Linked DNA regions of Gossypium arboreum: region 1 is linked to region 2. Evidence: chromatin contacts called from public Hi-C data. All regions are on one chromosome and are shown on one strand. The core of a region is the stretch at or near the end of the contact, and the rest is flanking DNA. Distances in the headings are between cores, read along the strand shown.

Evidence for each region. A called contact is a pair of places that touch in the nucleus more often than the background predicts.
Region 1: a contact with region 2 is called in a Hi-C map of leaf, with 4 times the contacts expected there. The contact joins the promoter of LOC108479818 here to the promoter of LOC108458133 in region 2. A contact is called at or near these places in 2 of 5 Hi-C or Micro-C datasets (both in leaf).

Annotation. Positions count from the first base shown.
Region 1 is chr8:91,736,219-91,742,532 of ASM2569848v2, forward strand. LOC108479818 reads left to right here and starts at 4,525. Exons shown (of 6, transcript XM_017782626.2): 1 at 4,525-6,314. LOC108479035 (a long non-coding RNA gene) reads right to left here and starts at 5,628. Exons shown (of 4, transcript XR_008287078.1): 1 at 5,503-5,628; 2 at 5,298-5,433; 3 at 4,734-5,099; 4 at 4,214-4,629.
Region 2 is chr8:91,183,638-91,189,738 of ASM2569848v2, forward strand. It overlaps LOC108458133, which reads left to right and starts at 2,692. Exons shown (of 5, transcript XM_017757407.2): 1 at 2,692-2,951; 2 at 3,777-3,970; 3 at 4,987-5,071; 4 at 5,860-5,925; 5 at 6,031-6,101. The coding sequence starts at 2,868.

The sequences.
Region 1 (6,314 bases), core at 3,275-5,774, 550 kb after region 2:
AGAGAAGAGGCCTCTATTTATAGTTGAGCCCCTCCAAATCCAACGGTACAAAATCAAGTACATCAACGGCTATGATTAAAGGGTATCTACAATCAAATCTCTAAGAATATAAAATCATATCTTCTAAGATTACATATCTTATCTAAGATATATAATCTTGTAAAATAATATCTTATAAAATTACATATCATATCTAAGATCTCTAAGATTATAAAATCATATCTTTTAAGATCATGTTTCCATATTTGTCTAACTTGTAGATGGGCCTTCAATCTCTTCAAGCAACGGGCCAGTCCAATTGGGCCAAATGACCTCCTTCCTTCTTGATGGATCGACAGATGTGTCATGGTTGTGGGCTCCCATGCGCAACCCATGACACTAGGGCCCTGATGGGCTTTCGGTGCCATTCTATCAAAAGTATTGGCATATTTTTGGTCATGACATTAGTGCATACTGTTTTGCTATTTTGAATGGTGAATCGTCTCTTGCTGATATTAATAAAACCAATATTGTGCTTATTCTTAAAACTACGAACCCCATGCAAATGACTCAGTTTCACCCTATTAGCCTTCGTTTCGTCCTTTATAAAATTATTTCCGAGACTGTAGTCAATAGATGTCATGCTGTTTTGCATTTGTGTGTAGAGAAGGCACAGAACGCTTTTACTCCTGGTCGTTTGATTACAGATAACATAATTTTGGCTTATGATATTCTTGATAAGCTTCAACAATAGAAAATGGGTCTAGAGGGCAACTTTGCCTTAAAACTAGATATGAGCAAAGCCTACGACCGTGTTGAATAGGATTTTTTGGAAGCAATGATGTTGCTATGGGGTTTTCATGAGCTTGGGTAGATCTCATCATGTATTGCGTCAATTTCTTCTATTATTCGGTGCTTTTGAATAGTGATATGGGTCATTCTTTTGCTTCGGCCGAAGGATTACGATAGGGTGTGTAACAGTCTGATTTTGGACCTAGTCAAAATAGTGGTTTCGGGACCACAAATCCAACATAGAAAATTTTTTTATTACATTTTCATGGTTTATAGTTTTATGGAATGATTTCGTGAAGATTTAATTCGAAAATTTTGATGTTTGTGTACTCAATTTAGTCAAAAGGACTAAATTGTAATAAGTGCAAAAGTTGAGTTCTACATGTTAAAGGTGTCCAAATGCTATGGGACTTTAAATTAGAGGTTCTTATATGATAATCAGACCATTTGTTAAGTTAGTGGACAAAAATAGACATGGGGTAAGAGAATTTTAGTGATTTGGAAAAAGGGTATGTTGGTCATTTGGTTTATAAAAGGATAAAAAGGGAAAATAAAGCCAAAATTTGCTCATCTTTCTTCAACCTTCGCCAAAACTTGGAAGAACACCATAGCTAGGGTTTTTTCATCTTTCAAGCTTGATTGTGAGTACATCCTAGCCCCGTTTTTAATGCTCTTTATGTTTTTGAAGTCGTATTCACCCGATCTTTCTATTTCTACCATTTTTTTGAAGTAGGGTTCATGTTTAAAATTTTACCCATGTATGACATGCATGTATTTTGATATTTTTTGGTAGAAAATGAAAGTTTGATATGTAATAAACAACTTTTACTAAGTGATTTTTGATGGAAATACATAAAAGGACCTATTTGTAAAAAGTTATAAAATGTGTAGTAAAGATGTGATTTGATGAAAATTTTGGGCTAATATGAGTATATATATGGTTCAGCTAGGCTTGGGTAACAAAGAAATTGAATACATTTCAATTTAGGAGCCTAGGGGCTAAAATGTAAACATGTCAAAGTTTAGGGGAAAAAATGTAATTTTTTCCATAATGTAAGTTTTGGACTGAATTGACTGATGTGATTAATAAATGAGTTAAACTTGCTATTATAGATTAAGAAAAATGATGTTCGGACCTAGATCGGGGGAAAAATAAAGTATTTGATGATTTGGTCCCTTTTCTACTATTTTTGTACCGAGGTAAGTTCTTATGTAAATAATACATTGTTTTAAATATGTTTTGTATGTTTTACTATTGTATGAATTATGATTGATCATTGAGCGTGTTCGACAAAGTTACGACAATTTTGAAATCCCGATCGAACCTTAGAAATAGATAGGATACAAATGTCATGACATTAAGGTTATTGAGACTATGTGTAAGACCATATCTGGGATATGGCATCAGTATGAGACTTCGTGTAAGATCATATTTGGGATGTGGCATCGATATGAGATTTCGTGTAAGACCATAGCTGGGCTATTAGCATCGAAACGAGATCCTATGTAAGACCATATCTGGGATATGGCATTGGTGTGGTACTATGTGTGTGAGATACCCGAGTATCCTTAGTATTCCAAGTGGTTCAATGGGAACTGAACGAGAATGTCAAAGTTGTGAAAGACTATGGTATGTTGTAAATTGGTACAAGTATGTACATAAAACTCATACTTAATGAGCTTGATATGTGATAAATCTCTTGGTAAGGTTGTGATTAAGTTGGATTGTAAGATTTATAATGACATTTATGTTAATTTACTTCAAGTTAATTGTATGTTAAATGTGATTTTATAATGCTTATTATTTACATGGGAACTTACTAAGCTTTAAAGTTTACTCATGTTTCTTTTCCCTTGTCTTATAATGTCACCAAGCCAGCTCGGGGATCGGAGATTGTCGGAGATCTAGTCACACTATCAACCTATTATTTTGGGTACCAATGATTTGAACATTTTGAGTTATGGCATGTATAGGGACTTGGTCATTTTATTTTGTGTTATAATTGATTGGCCAAATGTGTTGGCTTATAATGGTTGATAATTCATTTTGTAAATGGCCATTGAAATTGGCTAATATTGATTTAAGTATATATGCATATGATGATGTCTTTCATGGATGTAGAAAATTGTATGATTTGAGTTGAAATATATGTGATGTTTGTGTATGATAAATGATAGTATGTGAATGAGGTATTGATGCGTTGGTTGTTGCTGATTTGGTTGAATGTATATACTTGGAATGGTGTTATGTTTTGTTGTGTAGATTTGTGCATGGAAGGGTGACAATATGGCTTGTAAAATAGCCTTATTCTTGTCCACACGGGTAGACACATGGGTGTGTGTCTAGCCATGTGTGACACACGGCTCGCCCCATGGGCGTGTGATCCAGCCGTGTGTCCCCTGTACATTAATTGTTGCAAAACAGAATGCTCAGTATGAGCACACAGGCGTGTGTCTCAGCTGTGTGGATGACACAGCCTCAGGTACGGGCTGTGCCCTGGGTGTGTGAAGTCTACACCTATTTTATGAAAAATTATAAAAATTAAATCGCCCATACAGCCTAAACACACGGGCGTGTGCCTTGCCCGTGTGACTTCTATTTGTTCTTAGATGACAAATAGAGAGTTACACGGGTTAAGGACACGGGCGTGTGTGACCACACAGCCTGCCCATACGGGCGTGTCTCAAGCCACACGGGCCTATGTCTCTTAAAATAAGAAAATTTATCTAAGTGTTGTGAAATTTCCAAAGTCTTCAATTTGGTCTCAAACCGCTTCCAATGCATGTTGGGGGCCTCGTAGGTTCGTTTTAGGGACGATGTGAATGTAAATGAGAATTTTAAATTTGGATGAAAATTTTCGTCTTGGTTTTGTATGTTTGTTTATGTTCAAGTCCGGTAATGCCTCGTACCCTATTCTAGTGTCGAATAAGGGTAAAGGGTGTTAAATGTGAGACTCTTAGCCCATTCTTATTTCTTCTCTGTTGTGAGGGATTGCCTTCCCTTATGTGATCGACACTTCAAAATGATCTGGTAAAGGAGGCCACTATTAGTCGGGGGTCCTCCAATATCCCATCTATTATTTACGGATGATTACATCCTTTTTTAGGAGGCAACCGAAGGAGGGCCTTCGGTGTTGAAACAAAATTTGAAAGATTATGAGAGTTCCTCTGGTCAATGTGTGAATTTTGACAAGTCAGTCATCTATTTTAGCTCTAATGTTGAGGAAGTGCGGATTGCGACCTCTTTTGGGGCTCCGTATTCCTACTGAGCCTGAGAGGCATATGGGTTTTTCAATTATCATAGGGAGGAATAAAAAGAGGGTGTTTTAGCATTTAAAAGACCACTTGCACAATAAGATTAAAAATTTGTGTGTATGATCTTTTTCTTAGGATGGAACAGAGGTCTTTATTAAGAATGTCGTGTATGCTATTCCCAATTTTGCTATGTTATGTTTTTAATTACCTGTTTCTTTTTGCTTAGACTTGGAGAGAATTCTAAGTAGATTTTGGTGGAAGAAATATGATGGACGTAGGGGCATCCATTGGTGTGATTGGTCATCTTTGTGTGATTCAAAAGATTTGGGTGGGATGGGTTGCCAACAATTAGCTCAATTTAAAGTTGTTCTCTTGGCTAAGAAAGGTTGGCGTTTAGTTAGTAATCTGAATTCATAGGTTGCGTGTGTTCTTAAGCATAAATACTATTCGCAATGTGATTTTATGAATTCTGAGTTGGGATCTTACCTTTCTTACCTTTGGAAAAACATTTGGGTTGCTAAAGGTTTGCTGAATTTTGGGCTGAGCTAACGTGTGGGTATAGGCTATCGTATCTGAGTCAGGGATGATGCATGGATCCACGGCCTACCTTGTCACAATTTATAGATTCAATGGATTAATTCACCTGATATGCTAGTTGTTGAGCTTGTTAACCATGATACTAGATAATGGAATGAGGCATTACTTACCACTGTTTTGGTTAATGCTACTGTGGAGAAGGTCCTCTGTATTCTTCTCGCATGGGAGGCTCATGATGATACTTTGGTATGAGGGGAGGAAGTTTCGGGGGAGTACTCGGTTCATAGTGTCTATTGCTTACTTCATCGCTCGAGCCCATCTAGTGACTATGACATATACAAGCCATTCTTTACAAGATTATGGAATTTACAACTATCTTCTAAGATAAAAATTACAACATGGCATATATTTCGCAATATCATCCCTAGTTTCTTTAATCTGTACAACCGACGACTATGCTTTGGTGCTTGGCGGCTATTGAAACTTTGGAGCACATCTTCTGTGACTGTCCCTCCGTTACTGGTATCTGGGTGGACCTATACATAACCTGGCCTAGTGAGCTTTTGGAGGCATGCTTGCAAGATTGGTTGTTTTACATTATTCAAGTTTACCCTATCACAATTTTCAGGAAAGTTGTGTGTGCCTTATGGTTTATCTAGAATGCTTGGAATCATCGTGTTTACAAAAATGTTATTATACAAATGCATATTTTAATTCAAAAGGTTGATACTTACCTTCCGGAATTGGATGTGGCATAGGTGAAGCTTCTTGGGCGCCCGATTAGGGATGAGCGGTGGTGACCCTTGGACGAATACTGTTTGAAAATCAACTTTGATGCGGCTTTTCATTCCCCTTTCAGGACATCCTGCACTAGAGTTGTTATCAGAAATAACCATTGGACTATATTGGCTTTGCACATGGTGGTTTGTAAACATATACCTTCTGCTTTTGCAGTTGAGGCCATTGCTTGTCTTCATGCGGTCCACTTGGGCCTGGCTCTTGATTTCCCAGATGTGATTGTTGAAGGTGACTCCCTCATGGTAATTCATAAGGTCCAATCTTCCCAGCTTGATCTATCGGTCATCGGCGCTTATATTCGAGACATAAAACATTGGGCAGGATATTTTTACAGGTGTGACTTTTGGCATTTCCTTCACTCGGGTAATACTATGGCTGATTTGTTGGCTAAAGAAGGCTTGAAAGCAGGGATGGGCTCTTATGTGTGCAGGGGTGTTTCCGATTTTACACAACGGGTGGTGGAGTGTGATCATCTATCCGATTTGTAATGCATTTAATGAGAAGTGGAGAGGGAGTGGGGAGCATTTTTCGTAGGTTTTCTGTTGTTTCTTTTGGTAGCGCTTGAGGATTCATATTGGTTTTCGACGAATTTCTCTTCGCTCCGGTGATGTCTCTGTGCCCTTGTTTGGATGGTCGCTATTTCTATTTGTGCTTGAAGTCTGTGTGCTAGCCTGTCTGGTTTTTTTTTCTTGTTAGATGTTTTGTTTTCTAGCTGCTTCTGCTGCGATCCAACTTTTGATATCTGCTCACCTCAGTTTTCATTTGCTACGTGGCCCATATACTTAGCTTTCTTAGAATTTGATTTGTTTGGTTTTCATTTTGTGTTTGCTTGGTTTTTGTTTATTTTTGTAGTGGACCTCATTTCTTTGTTTTGTTTAATGTAAGCCTAGTTTTTCAAATTTATTTTTTTACTACATTACTTTTTAATAAGAATTAAATAAAATATTTAAACG
Region 2 (6,101 bases), core at 1,442-3,941:
TGAATAAGTATTTGGCATTAATTTGAGTATTAAATTTGGTCAAAATGAATATTGGATGATTTTGACAACCTATTTGTGTGATAAAATGGTACCATATGAGTGTTTATAGGTAAGTGCAAAATGGGTGGCAAATTGCCCTTGCAAATGGCCTATTTTTGTCCATACGGGTAGAGACACAAGCATGTGTCTTAGCTGTGTACGACACACGGTCATGTTACACAGCCGTGTGTCCTCTCGTGTTGATATTAAATGAAGTCAGAATGCTCCACACGGGCATGTGACTTGGCTGTGTTGCATAAGTCAGTATACCCTACAGTTTTGGCACGACCTAGTACACGGCTTGGCATACGGGCGTGTGGCCACTTCGAAGGGCACACGGGCTAGACACACGGGCATATGGTTGGCTGTGTGACCCAAGTCAGTATGTTTGCCCTGTTTTCACACGGATTGAGACACCAGTGTGTTTGGAGCCATGTGAGGCACACGGCTTATTCACACGGGTGTGTGACCCCTGTATGTTTGAAAAATTTCTAAGTTTCCAAAATTTTTGTATGTTATCGGTTTAGTCCCGAACCACTTCTAAAGCATGTTTAAGGTCTCGTAGGCCCTAATAAGGGATAATGTGATTATGTTAAAGCATAAATGTATGAGTTATGTATGCTATTTGATGTATATTGATCGATAATACCTCGTAATCCTACCCGGTGATGGATCCGAGTTAGGAGTGTTACAAAAGTGTTAAGTAATAGTGAATTTAAATTAAAGGTGAAATTTGAAGGATATTATAATTATTATTGGATTTTCATTATGTTACGAGCTAAATTGCAAGATATTTAGAAACAACTAAAAGTAATAAAAATGTTTAAATGAATTATTCAAGTGAAGTGTTACATGGAAAAGAATTTATTTTAAGTGACTAAGTAGTGAATATTGAATTTCGTGGTAAAAATGACTAAATTAAAAAGTATGTGAAAGTTTTATGTATTATTATTTGATAAGTGAAAATGATGTAGAGAGTACAAAATATATGATGTATTTTGAACCAAGAATTTAGTGAATAAAATCTCTTGATTATTGTAGTTGAAACTTACAATAATTCTTTAATTTGTGAAAATGAGGACTAAATTGAACAAATGCAAAAGTGTAGTGAAATTTTAAAAATCATGAAATATTACATGCGTGAATAAATAATGTAAATTCAATGATATTCTAGTGTCTTTGTAGTCTAGTGTTGAACTTCATAGATATAGTTGGCATGTTATAGGAACCCGAGAGCTTTCGTGTGAATCGTGATATTCATGATATTGCACTTTGGTGCCTCCTATTCTGTTATGCATTTTAGTGTCCACGTTTTCAGAACTTTTGCGCTTTGTGTATCATGATATGTTCCATGTCTACAACTAGTTCTAACCTCTCTAGCATAGGCTAAAATTCGTGTCACACCCGATTCTCTTAAGGACCCGAACTCAAAGAAGAGTCAGGGAGCCGATTGTATATAAATAGAAATTTGTGGGCTGAGATATTTAGAAACATAAGTGGTTGGTTAGGAATTGTTAGATTTCAATCTTGATTTAGATAGATTGGAACCGATTGGTTGCATAGTGGGAGACAAAATGATTAGGATTGAATGGTGGTACTAGTCTGTGGAGACTGTGCCAATGGAGTATATATATAGGTGTGTGGGAACATAATTCTTCTCAATTCTGTTTACCAATTTTTCTCTCTAAAGCGTCGTCTTCTTTAGTCGTTCTGAAGAAGAAAAGGATGTAACTGAAGGAAGCTCTCCATGTTGTAGCTGTCATGTGAATTAATGTTTGAGAGTAGAGAAATTGGGGAAACAATAAGCTTTCTTACCCCTCTGTACTCGTGGATTAAAGAAAGAAGTAGAGTAAAGACTCTCAAAGCTTTTGTATAATTTAAAATTCTGGATTTCTAAGGATTGATTACCTTTAGTTTAATCAATAAATGGTTGCCATGCTTAGCTACCAAGACAAATGAGACGTTGCCGTTTGGACAAGTTAAGCTGTCAAGAATAAGGAAGCAAGGTGAATTTCTATACTCCATATCTGGAGTGTTGCATGACTGGAATGAATTTGATACCTTAGTCCTTAGAGGCCGTACGGAACCATTCAAAGAGATTTACTCATTAATAAAAATTTTAACAATGGTGACACAATATCCCATGTGGCAATTCCTATAATTTTCATTAAAAATACATAAAAATTATTAAAAATTCAAAAAAAGTTCATAATCCTTCTTTTAAACATTATCCACATCAACAATAAAGTACATGTGCACTGCCGTTGAAATTTTGATAGTTCAATTATTCTTTTAAAAAAAAACAATTTAACTAAAAATTAAAGGTTGAGGACTAAAGTGATCTACAAAAATTACGGACAAAATAATAGAAAAAGTAAACATTAGAAGCTAAATTAATTATTATGCCATTCTTTTACAATAATGAAAATAAAAAAATCTAAGGTAAACTTTACTCAAATAATTTTTTCTTAGTTTTTCATTTAAAGATAATAATAAATTTTAAAAAAAATAATTGGTACAATCAAAGCTTATGTTACATTTAGAGTGAGGGAATGTTAACACAAGCGCATGAAACTGAACGTTTCTATTTTTTTCTAAAAAAATTATTTTGAAATTAAAATTCATTTATTAAAAAACATATATTTTAACCAGATTCACCGGTTGGGCCTTGACTCAAAGTTATGGGCTTCTGTGGAAAGGGATCGAAATGGAAGCTAACGTCTTCATTTCAATCTTCATCACTTACTTTCCCTTCCTCCTTATTTCTTCGACTAGCAGATCTCCGTTAGGGTTCCAGAGTCAAACTCGTTGACCAGAGAGGGTAGGAAATGGCAAATCAAGGTGCCAAGAAGCGCAAAGAAGAGAACACCCGCCACATGGCCAATCTTCGCCGCCTCATCATTGCTTGTAATGTACGCTCTCTCATCTTCTTTTATAATTATTTCCCCTAATCGTTGAAACCCTTCTTTAATCAAGTGTTCACTTGTTTGTTTTCTAATTACTTGAAAATTTTCGATTCTGATTTACTTAGATTCTCGAAGGATTTCCTTTGCAAGTATGTTTATGCTACTTTATGAATTGCAATAAGGAAATGGATAACTTAATATCTATAGATGGCATTGATTCATTTCTAATTGAATTTTAAAGTTTTTAAGCACATTTGAAATGCACCCTTAGCTCACCAATAAATGCTTCCAATTATAGTCCAGCTGCACATCTCTGTGTATGTGTTTACTGTGGATGCATTTTTCCATGCCCGTGAAAGTGAAAATTTTCAACTTCGAAAGTTGTGGCTGGTAGCGATAACCTGGTAATGTTTGGGTGATTAACTGATCTGACATAGGAGGCATATTAAGTGCCGGCTTGGTTAGTAAACAAAGCTGATCTTACACATCATAACCATTGGAAGTTGGAACCTATTCTTAGTGTTTAGCTTGGTAGTTTCAACAAAACTACATAATATGTAGCAACAAAACTGCACTACATAGTATGCAGTGCCCATTTTATTTGAACATTGCACTTTTTTTATTTGTAGCTTCTGATGTCTTAGCTTTTCTTGACACACCACATCAAAGCTCTTGCAATTGTTGCTACTTTTTAGTTGATGTGGAAGAACAGAGTTGGGGTAGTTTTGCATTTTTAGTACTGTATATTTATATTGTCTTCATAGTTGCATTTTTTTGCTTGTTAACAATCTTATTTTATTGGATTTATGTTCCAATTTTCTATTTATGTAGGTTGTATACGTATTGGTTAGGATGCTGATCTTCCATTCCTCATTCACATGGAAACATTGGGTTGGTCTACTTTTGACCACTGTAGCTTACTTTATACCCTATCAACAACTTTCACAGATGGCAAAACCTGCTTATTCTGATGATGGAGAACTTCTTGACGGTGGATTTGATATGAGTACTGGTGGAATATGTGGGTAAGTTTTGTTCAATATTTTTTCTCTTTTTACCTTAATTTCTATTTGTGGTTTTGTTTTTAGTTTTTTATTCTATTAAAATATTAGGAGGAACTTGGTTAGAAAGACGATTCTTATTAAATTCTAAGTTCTTTGTAAATGAGGCAGTGCATGTAACGGGGGGCACGCCTCAGGCTTATCTTAGGAAGAATATTACTGTTAGTTTCCTTTGGCTTGATTTCTGTATGGGTCCTATAGTAGCCTTTGATAGCTCACATGACTAGATTTTTGGTGACTTATTGGTGTTTTATTCTCTTTTTTTTTAATGAAATTTTGTACCCATATTTAGTGTCTTCCACTTATTGTTTCCTTATTCTATTCTCTTTCTTTCTATTTTTTCTACTACTGCTGCATCAATGGTGCTGTGGATTTGGTTTTACCAGAAGTGGCTGGCAGAATGAAAGAAATATAGTTCTTAGATTGTGAATTTAGGTTTCCCTTATTCTTTTCCTATTTCTTTAACTGCTGAGTTATTTTACATGTTTATTGGAGATATTCTACTTTTCTCCCTTTAATGTGGATCTTTTTCTTGTATTTGGGTAGCTATGATTAGCTATGATATAATGTGAATCTTAATATAGAAAGACTGTATGTTTATTGTGGGGAAGAGATAGATTTCTTTTGTTGCTTATGAATAAAGTCCATGCCACCATAATCATGATGATTGTGTTTGGAATATAACTATTATTAAAAGATGAAAATCATCCTACTTGATTCAAACACTTAAAAATAAGAAGAGGGGGAAGGGATGAAGAGAACCCTTCTGTAGAGAAACAACTAGAAGTCAGATATTCTTAATTTTCTTATCTGCCAATAAAGTTCTTTTACCTATGAACTCAATGGTACGGTTTAACAGTTCAAATATTGTTGTTTATATGTTGACATTATGAATTTATCCAATATATGGTCTTAAGATCTGAATTCTGTTTTCTGCATGCATTGAATATTTCCGACTTAGAGTTGCTCACTTCTTGCAGCTATTTACATGATGTCATCTACATTACAAGTTTTGTGCAACTGATGTCCATCATCTCTGACAAGTTTTGGTATACATATTTTGTGGTAAGTTCTATTTACTTATTTTGCACATGGAAAGTTGGTCTGATACTTCCATCCTTTGATTTCTTTTGGAATGGAATAGCTTTCTTTATAGTTTCTGGAGGGATTTCGCCTATTGCTTATATGCTTTAATAGTCTTCTTTTTCAAGGAATTTGAAGAAAGAGATGTCAAAATATCTGGGAAAAAGAATAAAAGAGAGAAATGATTTCATTTAAATAGGAGAATCTAATTTTGGTAAAGGAGCTCCATTTCTGTTGTCATCCTCTGTTCATTGTTTGGTTAAGTAAATAAAGTCCATCGCAGTATAGTGGAATGGTAGTATTGTTTAAAGATCTCTAAAGCGATTAAATTTTAGCTTTCAATCATCTCCCTTCTGTCAGACTTGTGCATCAAAGGGTAGCTGTCCCATTATTAAATTTTACTGGCTCCAATTACTAGAGACATTCTTATCTAGTGAGCATGATGGTCCCACCTGACCACAATGCTTTCCTTATTAGTAGAGGGATCATTTTTCATGAGTTTCTCAAGAGATGATTTTCTGTTGACAGTTTCTTCTATAATATTGATATTCATTTCTAGGATTGATATGTTTAGGTGTTTCTTTTATGATGAAAAAGTAAAGGAATTGTTATTTAGGATCTTCAGGTGATGTGAGTCTTTAAGAACTGTTTGGTAATAGAAAGCTCTATGCTAATATAACTAAGCTGAAAAACTCGTAATTTTGTGGAATTTATTGAAACTCACTTTGGGGATGACGACGACATAACATTATGGAGTTGATGCTTTTCAGATACCGGCATTTGGAGCATACAAATCTTTTGGGTTCATTAGAGGTTTTTTATCATTAGGCTCAGAGGTATTCCACACCTTCTTATCCTTATATCATCTGAAAGGCTATATTAAAATTCATATATTAACATTGTTTTGGTTTTTGGTTTCTTTTTACGATTGTGTTAATTAGGGAGAGGTGGAAGATGAAAAGACTCGCAAGAAAAGAGAAAAGATGGAAAAGAAGGCTTCAAGGCCAAAGTT